3 separate regions of the Sus scrofa genome follow, and regions 1 and 3 are each linked to region 2. A link is a contact called in public Hi-C and promoter capture Hi-C data. All regions are on one chromosome and are shown on one strand. The core of a region is the stretch at or near the end of the contact, and the rest is flanking DNA. Distances in the headings are between cores, read along the strand shown. Region 1 holds the start of KANK2 (KN motif and ankyrin repeat domain-containing protein 2). Region 2 holds the start of LDLR (low density lipoprotein receptor). Region 3 holds the start of ANGPTL8 (angiopoietin-like protein 8).

Region 1 (3,763 bases), core at 616-3,115, 97 kb after region 2:
CCTTTCCAGCCTATGGGTGCCAAGGCAGTGGGTACCTGCGAGGATGGGCCAGGTGGGGCAACTGCCAGGCATGAAGGCGGGGCCAGGGCTCCAGGGGCAACTGAGCTTGTCCTGTCTTACGTCCTTGTTCAGTGTCTTGCTTTGTCTCTCTCCACGTCTCTCTGTGTCTTTCCCCGAGTCTCTGTGCCTTTCCACGTCTCTGTCTCTCTGTCTCTCTCCACTTCTCTCTCCCTGTTTCTCCACGTCTCTGTCCTCACCTCTCCGTCTTTCAATGCCTGGAACACACAGTCACCTGATTGTAGGAAATTTGGTTTTCTACCTGACTGTTGGTCACCCCACGCACAACGGAAAGGTGATCAAAGATATTTTCTGGGGACCCAAAAGAGACTGGAAGCAGGGAGCAGGAACTGTCCCCTGTGAGGACCCCTGGAGGTGGAGAGGGGTACAGCAAATAACAGTAGTAAGTATAATCACCATCCAAACAACTCATTTGATCAGGATAAATGAGGTGAGTAGTTATCACCCTATTTTACAGATGAGGTATCTATGAGGTACAGTGACTTGCCCAGGGTCACCAAAGGGGGAAGTGGCTGGTAGATTCCCCATTGGCAGCGAAGGCAACTTCACCCTCCTCGCCACATCCCTCTGCCCATTTCTCTGAGAGAGACTGGGGTCTGAGCTTCTCCAGCCCTCTGAGGGTCCTCCACGTGGGAAGGCGACTCAAGGTGGAGACAGCAGATGGTGGGGGTCAGTGTAGTGGTGGTGGGTGTCTGTGGCTGAGGGTCCTCTCTTTCTATGGGACCCCTGGAGAATGGGGAGGACACAGGATAGGAAGAGAGACAGGACACTCCAAGAGAGGACAGGTGGGAAGCTCAGGGAAAGGGCGCAGGCGGGGTCCGAGGCAGGCCAGAAGTCCGGCGGGGTCTCCCTAAAGCCCCTCTCCCAGACCAGCCTGTACGTCCCTGGGGTCTCCCATTCCTCTCCCCGCCCCAAAGACGGGGGTGAGGAGGACCCCGCCCCGTGGAGGGAGAGGGCGGGGTCTGCGGGGTCCCCAGTTAATGGCAAACAGCTGCCGCTCCCCACGCCGGCCCAGCCGCAGGCCGAGGCCCAGCCCGGCCGGACGCCCGGACGCCTTCCCGCCGCCTGGGGCCTGGCTCTGGCCCGGCTGCGGAGGAGGGCGAGGGAGGATAGAGAGTGGAGGTTGGTGGGGAGGGACAGAGGTGGAAAGGAGGACGGAGACAAGGGGGAGGGTAAGGGGGAAGGCAATGATGGGGCGAAGGGACAGGGAGATACAGACGGAGGATGGGGCCGGGGGAGAGAAGCTGGGACAGGGTCAAAGATGGGGACGGGACAGCGGCGCGGGGACCGAGACGCTGGAAGTGCGGAAAGTTTGGGCATAGATAACGGAGTTGGAGGCAGCGGCTGTAGAGACCTGCGAGGTCGAGCCCGGGGGTTGAAGGCGGGATGGGGTGGGGTGGAGTGGGGACCACGCTCGAACCCCGAACCGGACTCGAACCCTGACCCAGCCCGGGTGCTACTCGCCTCGCGCAATCCGGCCGCCGCCGTCCCAGCGTCCCGCCGCCCGTGCGTCCTCCGCGCCGCCGCCCGGTCGCCCGGCCCTCGGCAGTAGCTCCGCCCCGCCCCGCCCCGCCCCCTCCAGACCACCCCCGCTCCCTCCAGTCCCAGGCAGCCCGGCCGCGGTGTAGGGGAAGTGGGGGTGGGGACACAAATGCACCTGGAGGGCAGGTGTGTGTGTGTGCGCGCACGTGGGGGTGTCCGAACTCCAACCCCTCCTCCACTCCCCAGGGCAGGGTCCTCCCGCAACCGTGTCCTCCTCGGTCTGCTGCAGCTGGGCCGCTGCGGGGGGGGGGGGCTGGAGGGGGCGGAGCTGGCGGGGCGGAGCTGGCCAGGGCCCAGCTCCTGGAGGGCCTTGAGGGCGGGTGGTGACGGCGGCGGCTATAGGAGGTCACCCCTCCCCCAGCCAGCCCAGGGCTGGAAGCCGCCCAGCGCGGGCCTGGTACACGGTGGCGTGACCACCACGGGGCAGGCAGGGGGGGCCCTGGTCAAGGCGAAGCTGCACAGGCCAAAGCTAATGCCTAGGCTCAGTTCCTAACCCTACCAAGCTTTCAACTGCTTGCTGCCTCAGTTTCCCCATCTGTAAAGCAGGGTTAAGACCATGGAGTTGATCAGATTCACCAACCATGAGGCAGGGACCTAGGGAGGTCCCTCAGGCAGAAAGGCTCATAAACAGGGGAGTGTCTTTCTGGGCACCAATTATGCAGGACTGGGCATTCAGCAAGGGTTTAGTAAGTGTTACCATTATTTCCCATGCACCCATGTGACACTGTCATTTGTGTTTTGCCTTCCTTGCTAGAATGTCGGCTCTAAAAGGGCAGGAATTGCATCTATTGTCACTGATGTGTCCCTGGCACCCAAGTGGTTCTCAGTGTCTGTGCATCAATAGCCAGGGTGTGCAGGTAAAGTGTACCCAGGACCCAGACCCCAGGGACCATACCACACAGGCTGTTTATAAAAACCATTTTAAATTAGAAAAGGTAAGGAGCATCAGTGCACACAGATGAGGACAGAGGAACAGAGGGCCCAGCCCCATGTGCAGTGTGGTCACCCAGGGCTAAGTGGGCAGTGGGGGGAGACTCTCAGGAAGGCACAGACAACTGAGGCCAGGCTGCTGGTTCCTCTGGCGTGTGGCTTCAGGCCCTGTGGGTTCAGACATCAGCCTTCCGGAAACTGGCTCTGTTCAAGGAGTTCCTAGGGGAGGAATGAGATGGATCAACATGGCCACAGGGCCCCCAACTGCATGATGCTCCCCAGCCTCTTCCTCCAAAGATCCTTCTAGGGTCTTCCTGGTTCCTTTCACAATGGTTCTAATCTGGCTACAGAATCAGAGATTCTTAGACTCCATCACTGGAGATATGAATCATGCCCCTTTTGATAGATGTGGAAACTGAGTCTTAGAAACATGAAGTCACATGCCTGGGAAATGACCTGGCTAGGATCAGAAAAAGTTGCCCAGAGCCTGCACATGTCTGAGTGTTCACATGTTTGTGCAAAGCCATGAGCACCCGTGTTGATGTGCACATGTGTAACCGCCCCCATGCTCTGCCTGGCTTTGCCTATCTGCCTTGCCTTCTCTAGGGTAGGGAGGCCCCAGGTCAGGCACCTGAGGCTACTGGCTGTGGTCGGTGCCAGCAGCTGGGGAAGGCGCTGGGTGAGCAGGGGCTGCAGAGCCTCCCGAAGGCGGGAGTAGTTGCGCTCTAGCTCACGGTGGTACTCCTTCTGGTCTGGCCCAATCAGGGCTTTGTTCTTCCGCAGTGCATCCTCGCACCTGAGGACCACATGATAGGAGATGGTCAGGGGCTGACACTCAGCAGAAAGCAAGAACGGACGTGCAGAGTCCATGAGGTAGGGTCAGGCATGCAGGGGAGCTATGATGGGAGGTCTGATAGGTGGCTATGACTTCATGGAAATCAAAGAGGCTATGATGGGGGTCAGGTGGATAGGCTGTTCTGGGATGTCAGGTAGGCAGAAGGCCATAATGGGGGTTAGAGGAACTCTGATGAGTGTGTGTGTGGGGGTCAGGCCTACTTCTTGCAAAAGTCCTTGAAACAGAGCCGCAGCTTGTTGTGATGCCTGAAGAGCTTGGGGTCTTCGGGGATCTCAGCCAAAAACACCTGAGCCACCTCCAGGGGACCCTGTGGTGTGAGAGGAGCTTGTGAGGATATCTGCACAGGCCCCAGGGGCC
Region 2 (3,620 bases), core at 33-2,532:
TTCCCTGTAAGCCTGCTGAAAGGTTAGTTTGCCCAGCTAAGCTCAGTTTGTAAAACCTTAGAGATCTCTGCTCATTCCTGAAGTAAACCTCCAAAACTGCCAGACCCTTTGTGGGAGGCTTTTTTGGCAAGGGGCCGCTGGTAAGTGCATGGATCCCAAAAGAGACTCCCTGATTTATTTATTTTTTTAATGTGAAGAAAATCTTTATGATTTTAATTATTTTAATTATTTTTTTCTTAGTTTCAAAAGGTTTATTTTTGAGCATGGTGAGAATACATGAACAATATAGATAGCTCAAGAAAAATAGAGGTAAACAAAAAATGTCACTGCCCAAAGATAACTCTCCTTAGTACTCTGAGAGATTTCTCCTCCATAGCTTTTTGTGCATTCATTCATGTATTTTTATTGAAAAAAATTTTTATGGCTATACCTGCAGCATAGGGAAATTCCTGGGCCAGGGATTGAATCCAAGCGGCAGCTGTGTAGCTGCGGCAACACTGAAGACTCCCTGATTCTTAAAAGCTGTTTTCCAACAGCCCTCTGTGGTCTAAGCAATCAGGTTCAGCTCTGAAAGCTCTATTTTGTTTTGATTTTGCTCAGAGGAGAGGAAGTGGCTTCTCTGTTTGTTCAACTCCTTCTCCTAAAAGGATAAATCAATATTTATATCCAGACCCCAAGTAGTGGGTCAGTTGATTTTAGAGATGTTTTTGCTCAAAATTCATCTGAGCGCTGGATCCCATAAAACAAAATCAGTTTTGGGGCGTTCTTTCAAGATGATTTTATTTAACTCTCATTGATTATGGGGCGATGTGGAAGAACTCTCTAAAACTATATATGACGAAATGGTTAAAATCTATAAACAATTCCTAGAAAGGAAAAGGCCAAGTAGAGAAGGGGGTGTGTGTGGGGGGTAAGTTTCCAATATTTCTAGTCAGAGGGGAGATGTCATTGGCCAAAACCATTTGGAAGGACAGATGGATGTTAACTTTGGACACCAAAGAGGATGTAACAATTAAAAATTGAGAGAAATTTAAGGGATACCCTTCAGCTGACGCGCGTTTCCATTTTGGGCTGGGGGTCGGGGGCTTAGTTCTTGTGCCACCAAAATCGACACATCTAGCAGCCCATCCCAGAGCGGCTTTGGAAAAGACTGGAATCCGAGTCAGGGCTTCACGGGTTAAGGATCCCATGTCACATCAGCCGTTCGAAACTCCTCCTCCCGAAACTCCTCCTCTTGCAGTGAGGTGAAGATATTTGAAAATCACCCCATGCAAACTCCTCCCTCTACGAGAAACCTCACATTGAAATGCTGCAAATGACTGGGGCCCCGCGTGCAGTCGCGTCCGGGCCGCGCGAAGCCCGGATTTCAAGAGCGCACACAGTGAACAGGAGCCCGGGCCAGGGAGCTGCAGGCGGAGGCTGGAAGCATGAAGTCCACGGGCTGGGTCCTGCGATGGGCTGTCGCCTTGCTCATTGCTGCGGTGGCAGCTGCAGGTAAGTCTGGCTCCAGAAGCTCTCGCGGCTTGGAGGTTAGCTCCCGAACTCGGGGAGCCTCTTAGTAATTTTTTTTTTTAGGGGGTGGAGAACTAAAAATCACTGTATCCTTGGCAGACTTGTGGGAAAATGGCACGAAGTCATTCTTACGTGGTTGGAGGGGGCTCTAAGGGGGGCGCGAGAGTTTAGGGGGTCTGGAGGCTCTGGGGGAGTCAGGGAAAACATGGTGTGGCTTTCCCACAAGTTTCCACTCGATGCAGGTCCCCCTTATCTTAGAGCACGGTACGCGGATCTCCACCCCTGTGGGGAGAGAGCTCTCCCTCTCAGAGTTATTCTAGGGTGAGGGTGATCCAAAACCCTATTGCTCAGCCTCGAGGTCCCTGCCGAGCGCTTCCCCCGGATCCTTCCCTCTGCATCCTTTTCGCCTGCAGGGGTTACGACGGCGGCCCAATTAGCTTTGTGCTGTCCGAAAGGGATGCTGGCTCCCAGAACAGAGCCGAGGGCACCCAGAATCGTCCCGGAACCACGCTTCCGCCCCGGGCCACCGCCTCCTGCCCCGCCTTCAGCCCCGCGGGCCCGCCCTCGGGCTGCTATTGGGCACTACTCGAACAGGCGAGCCTCGAGCCACTCCCCTTGGCCAATGGCGGCAGAGAAGCGCGCGCGGCGCGGGGCGTGGCTGGGGTACCACGCCGCGGCACCTGGTTCTGGGTGAGGTCGAAGGAGATTCCTGGGGTTCATCCCAGGCTCCTGTCACAAAAGAGGGAGCAGGTTTTGGGCCCCTGGAGAAGCTCCATGAGCCTGGACGAGGCTCCTGCTGAGCGCCTGGGCCCCGTCGGCGAATGCCTCGGTTTCTTCTGCGATCGGTGGCGTGGCCTCTGTCCGCACTTTGTCCTCGCGGCTGCCCTCGCTGGGTTCGCCCGGGACACCCTCAAGGCTTCGGTTCCTCTCCAGGCTGAAACTGTTCCTAAGGAACTAATACCACTCCTTGAGCGGACGCGAAGAGCACTTTCGCGGAGACCTCCAGCCGTGCTGGGGCAGGGACTGAGTATCAGGGACTGGATGGACCCCTCAGCTTGCCTTGTTTGTTCAGAGAGGATAAATGGGTTCAGCCGAGCTGCCTACAAGACGACCTTTCGTGTTAGAGGGTTTGAAATTTAGGTTTGGGCAAGAGGCTGCTTGGTGCAGGATCCTTAGTTATCCATTGGCTGCTAGAGGCATTTGACCTGGCTCTGGATTATAGAGAATGTCTTTTTTCTACTTACAACCAGCTGGGCGTAGAAAAGGCTTGGGATGGTCTGATTAACAGGATGCAGGAAGCTGTCTTTTTATTGACAGGGTGGAGGGGGGGCTTTGAGGCGAGACCTTTGAACTCTTGGAATCAGTGCCCGTGACACATCAGTTTCCTCTGGGAGGAAAGGAAGGGAGGTTGTAGCCACATGGCAGAGGATTATTATAATAATTCGGCCACCCAGTTGTGTGAAGCGGAGGTAGTATGGTTTAGTCAAGACGCACTTGATTAATCTGTGTTTCACACGTTGATCCACTTCTTCCTAAGAAAAAGTAATGGCAGTGAAGTCTTGAGCAAGATGTGTTGCTTGTCATAGTTTCCTCTTTCCCTGTGGGGCCTGAGAGTCTGGTATATTTTGTTCTCAAGGAGGCTCTTGAGTCCTGACATCTTCCCCAGACTCCTAATAGCTGACAGTTACTCCTTATTTCTGGTGTTAACAAGATGATGTAGGATGAGGTCTGTTTGTAGCAGCCCTGGCTACTCCACATTTGCCCTGAGTAGTGACTGGGGGTGGAGGTGGAGTGGGTGGGAGTGTCTTGTCTGTTTCCTTGGGGAATGGAAGTAGTTGCAGATCTTAACTTGCCTGCTTTGCCAGATCAAAATCAGTTAACAGTTGTGTGTGGAGTATGCCAGAGACACACCCAAACGGAGAAAGCAGAGTGGTCCCACTAAGAGTTGTGTCTGTTCTAACAACATGCCCCACCTAGGTGATTCATGGTCATTGCTGGGCATATTTTTTTTCCAGAGCAACACCGGCAAAAGATTAGGGAGAATGTTTTTTGAGACTGCAAACCTCTAAGGGAAAATATGTACCTCATTTGTCCAGGATGTTCCCGCT
Region 3 (4,035 bases), core at 1,400-3,899, 120 kb after region 2:
GAACGAGGCTGACGACATGGGCCATTGCTTCAAAGGCTCCACGACCCAGATTCACTGCAGGACAGAACAGAAGTCAAGTTCCAGGTCCCAGGACCTCCTACTTCCCCTGGAGAAGAGACTTCAGGGTCCCAGGGGGTCAGGTGGCCATCAAAAGGTCACAGGGGACGAGCTTTTGGCTTGGGGGTTGGGGCCATATTTCAGATAGGAAAACTGAGGCCAGAGAAAACTAGGCTATAGGAGGTCACCCAGGACCAGTGGACTGAGCCCATTTTTCAGATGGGGAAAGGGAGTTCTAAGGCTGTGCTCACTCACCGATCTGGCCACCGATGACAGGGGGTCGCACAACCAGACGCACGAGCTTGTCCAGCACATGGTGGGAGAAGGCGACAAGGGGCTCGGGGCTGGCAAGGCGCAAGGCTGCCAGGCTGGCCCGCAGCTCCTGCTCCACTGTGCCCTCGCTCAGCACGGCATCCTTGAGCCGGAATGGAAAGGCCCCCTCCTCCAAGACATGCACCAGGGTGAAGAATTTATCCAGGTGGGGGTCCTGGTGGGGGACCAGGGGTGATCGGGAAAGGGCCAGGGCCCCCAGTCCAGGAAGGGCTTAGGGGATCAAGTCAGGGGTGCTGAGTGGGCTGAATCATCAAGGCTGGGGACAATGAACGGACAATAACTGAGGAAAGGGATAAGACAGTAGCTCAAGAAAGGAAAGAGACGGGGAGTGACCACAAAAATAGCAAGGGACAAATGCGGGGTCGGGGTGAGACCATGCAAAGGCCAAAGCTCCAGCTGGGAGGGCCATTGGCACACGGCTGCCCACCCCTGAGTCAGCAGCTTCCGCAGGAGTCTGACCCAGCTGACCGAAGTCACATCCGTGGCCTGAAGCCAGGCCTCCCTGGTCAGCGGAAACTGTTGCCCAACCCCAGGGCCGGACTCGTGGGTTCTGGTCCCACCCCCCACTACCTGAGGGTGCACAGAGGACACAGCTGTGAGCTCCACGCTGAACACGCCCTTGTGGCCATCCACCCAGCGCATGCCCGGCAGCGCCACCTGCGGGAGGGACACTTCAGGTGGGCACTGGCCGGCCCTCCCCCGCCGCTTAGTCCATCAGCCTCAGCCATTGCGACACAGTGGCCAGAGCATGGCCCTGCCTTGGGGAGCAGCTGGACACCCTGCCCCCAGCCTGGCCCAGCCCAGAAATGGGGGCGGATGGGATGGAGCACGACGGGGGTCCACTGGGCAGGCCAGAAGCCTGGGATGCTCGCGGGAGAACAAACTGAGGGTGAAGGTTACTGCAGGGAATGAATGAAAAACAGCATAAACGGAGGACTCCAGGCCCCTGGGGTGCTAGTGAAAGGCTCAAGGGTATGTGGGAGGGTGACAGCGCATTCATGTGGGGGAGGGAGGGACGAGGGACAGTAATCAGAGCATCAGGCAGGGCTGCAAATGGGGGACTGCAGGGGAAAGGCAGTGGAATCTTAGTGGGGACGGTGAATGCAGAGGTGCGAGTGTGTGTGGGGGGGAATGTTAATGAGACGTGGTAGCTGAGGACAGGGAGGGACATACACAAGGGGGCGCAGGACACACAGGATTAATAACAGGGCAGGGGGTGGCGTGCTGAGGTAGGCAGGGACCCCAGAGGCCCTAACAGTGGACAACAAGGATCCCAGGGGTGTTGATGAGAAGGAAAGCAGGACATGAATGGGGTTGTGGGAAAGGTAATAGGCGATAGGGTGCTGTTGGCAGGGGGTCCAGGGCACGTACGTCCGGTGTGAGCACGGAGTAGCTGGGCGGAGGCTGGTCCACGGACACAGGGAGGCAGAAGGGACCGGTCCTCAGGCGGCCGTGCTGCAGCAGCGGGATCCACTGGGGAGAGAGAGGCTGGGGTCAGGTATGGGGCCGGACAGGGGCCAGGAGCGCTGGGTGTGGGGGGTTGGGCTGGTAGGGGCGGAGGGGGGGCTCACAGTAAAGCCCACAGGAGTCTCCAGGGCCGTGCCTGGCCGGGGCTGGCAGCTGACGTGGTAGAAGGTGAAGAGCAGGTGGTGGTTCTCTGTCACGCAGGCCGGAAGCCGCAGCTTGAACTCCTCGTAGAACTCAGGGGATCTGGCAGAGCAGAGCTGGGGGTTCTGCTGGGGGCCAGGCTCCCCCTAACCCCCACCTCATGCCTGTCCCACCCTCCTCTGCCACACGTTCCCCCAGTGCTGCCAAGCCCTACTGTCCCTGCTCTCTGCCTCAGGGTCCCCCACAAGCACTCATGAAGTCTGCCTGCCCCGCCCCTGTTCCTGCCTCACCGTGTCCTCATCAGTGCCCCATTCACAACCCCCTCCTGACCCCACCCCCCAACATACTTGTTATGGTAGACCACGGGGGTGAAGGCCTCGCGGGTGAATTCACTGCAGCTGGATTTGCCAAAGATGACCTGGTAGAGCAGGGGTGTGAGGGGCTGGCTGGGACACCCTGTCCCCCCACCCCTGGGCCAGCCACTGACCGGCAGGGCCTGGCTGGGGTCCTCGCCTGCCATGTACTGCACTCGCACGGTGAGGTTTCGCACGGAGCCCTGGCGACTGCTGAAGTTGAGGCTGTGCGGGTACACGTACAGCAGGTTCCTGAGGGGGAAGGGGCATGTTAGAGGGACAGAGAAGGGCTGGGCCACTGGAACAAGGTCGGGGGGGGGCGCTGCTGGAACGAGCTAGGACACCGAGAGCTGGGGAGGGGGCAGGAGATGTAAGTGGCAGAGAGTGGGGGACAGAAGGGTGCTCAGGATCAGGCTCCAAGGTGGCCCAGGCAGCCAGTGTCAGGTGCGAGCCCTACCCACGCTGACCTGCCCATCACCCAGCTCAGGAGCCTGACCCCCCTTCCCCCAGGAGAGGCCACAAGAGCTGTACAGCCTGTCTCTCGGGTGGGGAAACAGGCGAGGGTCAGAATTCTGCCTTCCTCCTGCAGGGATAACTCTCTGCAGGCCCCAACCTGCCCCTGGGCCTCAGTTTCCCTATGAAACTGTTTACCACGTGATGGTAAACAACAGTTATGTCTGTAACTGCACCAAACACTAAGGCAGCACCTACTGTCTGTTGTGCTTTCAACATAAAACAATTCATTTATTTCTCACAAGCAGCCTGGGAGGCAGGAATCACATCACCCCCATCACACAGGCAGGGAAACAGAGACACTTGCCCACAGTCATCCGGGCAAAAAAATGGTGGTGAGCATTGATCCAGGGCATGTAGAGGTCCTGGAGCCAGGCTGGGTGGCCTTGGGAGAGTCCCTGCCACCTGCACCTGCTCCCCTAGCTCTTGACCTGACCAACAAAGACCTCAGCATCGCAGACTCATAGGAAGGTTATGAGACCAGCTACTGTAATGGCAGCTGGAAAGCCTCACTGTTATCATTGCTATTGTTGCCATGCCTATCCACAGAAAGGGAAACTGAGGCCTGGAGGCTTTGGGCCACCAGCAGGGCCTGGGCCTGTCCTCTCCCAGTGCCCCCAGACCAAGCCTGGCCCAGAGCCTCAGCCAGCATGATCCTGGCATGGCCCGGCTGGACATTCACCTGATGCAACTATCGCGCCATCGCCGGAGCCTTGCACAACATGGGGCAGCTGGCTGGCCGGTTAACGATTGACCGGAGGTTAAAGGGGGTGTTAAGACATAAAAGGCAGTAGCAGTGGTGCTGTGGCCACAACCCCAGACCCCCAGCCATGTCCACGCTCATGCTGTGCCTGCTGTGCACCCTGACAATGGTGGCCCAGCCTGCCCCGGTGACCCCCGTGAGCAGCTCAGAGCTGGCACAGCATGAGGAGCTGACTCTGCTCTTCCATGGGGCCCTGCAGCTGAGCCAGGCTCTCAATGGTGTATACAGGGCCACGGAGTCACAGCTGACAGAGGCTGGGCACAGCCTGCGCCTCTATGGCCAAGCACTGGGGCTCCTTGGGCAGAAGGTCAGCCAGGGCCAGGATGCAGCCCAGGAGCTACGTGTAAGCCTATTGGAGATGCAGGTAGGCACTGTAGTTGGGGTGTTGTGGGGTGGGTAAGAGTCCAC

What was found. Promoter capture Hi-C pulls out the DNA fragments that hold promoters and counts their contacts. A called contact is a pair of places that touch in the nucleus more often than the background predicts.
Region 1: a Hi-C map of liver shows a contact between it and region 2, with 2.4 times the contacts expected there. The contact joins the promoter of KANK2 here to the promoter of LDLR in region 2. A contact is called at or near these places in 2 of 47 Hi-C or Micro-C datasets (liver and skeletal muscle) and 1 of 2 datasets of contacts at active chromatin or transcription factors (skeletal muscle).
Region 3: a promoter capture Hi-C map of fetal liver shows a contact between it and region 2, with 2.1 times the contacts expected there. The contact joins the promoter of ANGPTL8 here to the promoter of LDLR in region 2. A contact is called at or near these places in 2 of 5 promoter capture datasets (fetal liver and liver), 2 of 47 Hi-C or Micro-C datasets (heart right ventricle and liver) and 1 of 2 datasets of contacts at active chromatin or transcription factors (skeletal muscle).

Annotation. Positions count from the first base shown.
Region 1 is chr2:69,923,329-69,927,091 of Sscrofa11.1, forward strand. It overlaps KANK2 (KN motif and ankyrin repeat domain-containing protein 2), which reads right to left and starts at 1,866. Exons shown (of 14, transcript XM_021083853.1): 1 at 1,736-1,866; 2 at 36-275. DOCK6 (dedicator of cytokinesis protein 6) reads right to left here. Exons shown (of 49, transcript XM_021083867.1): 47 at 3,607-3,713; 48 at 3,182-3,346; 49 at 2,527-2,769. The coding sequence ends at 2,727.
Region 2 is chr2:69,827,101-69,830,720 of Sscrofa11.1, forward strand. LDLR (low density lipoprotein receptor) reads left to right here and starts at 1,283. Exons shown (of 18, transcript NM_001206354.2): 1 at 1,283-1,494. The coding sequence starts at 1,428.
Region 3 is chr2:69,948,907-69,952,941 of Sscrofa11.1, forward strand. It overlaps ANGPTL8 (angiopoietin-like protein 8), which reads left to right and starts at 2,650. Exons shown (of 4, transcript XM_021083871.1): 1 at 2,650-3,991. The coding sequence starts at 3,695. It overlaps DOCK6 (dedicator of cytokinesis protein 6), which reads right to left. Exons shown (of 49, transcript XM_021083867.1): 15 at 2,486-2,603; 16 at 2,346-2,416; 17 at 1,962-2,100; 18 at 1,762-1,863; 19 at 961-1,047; 20 at 313-544; 21 at 1-54.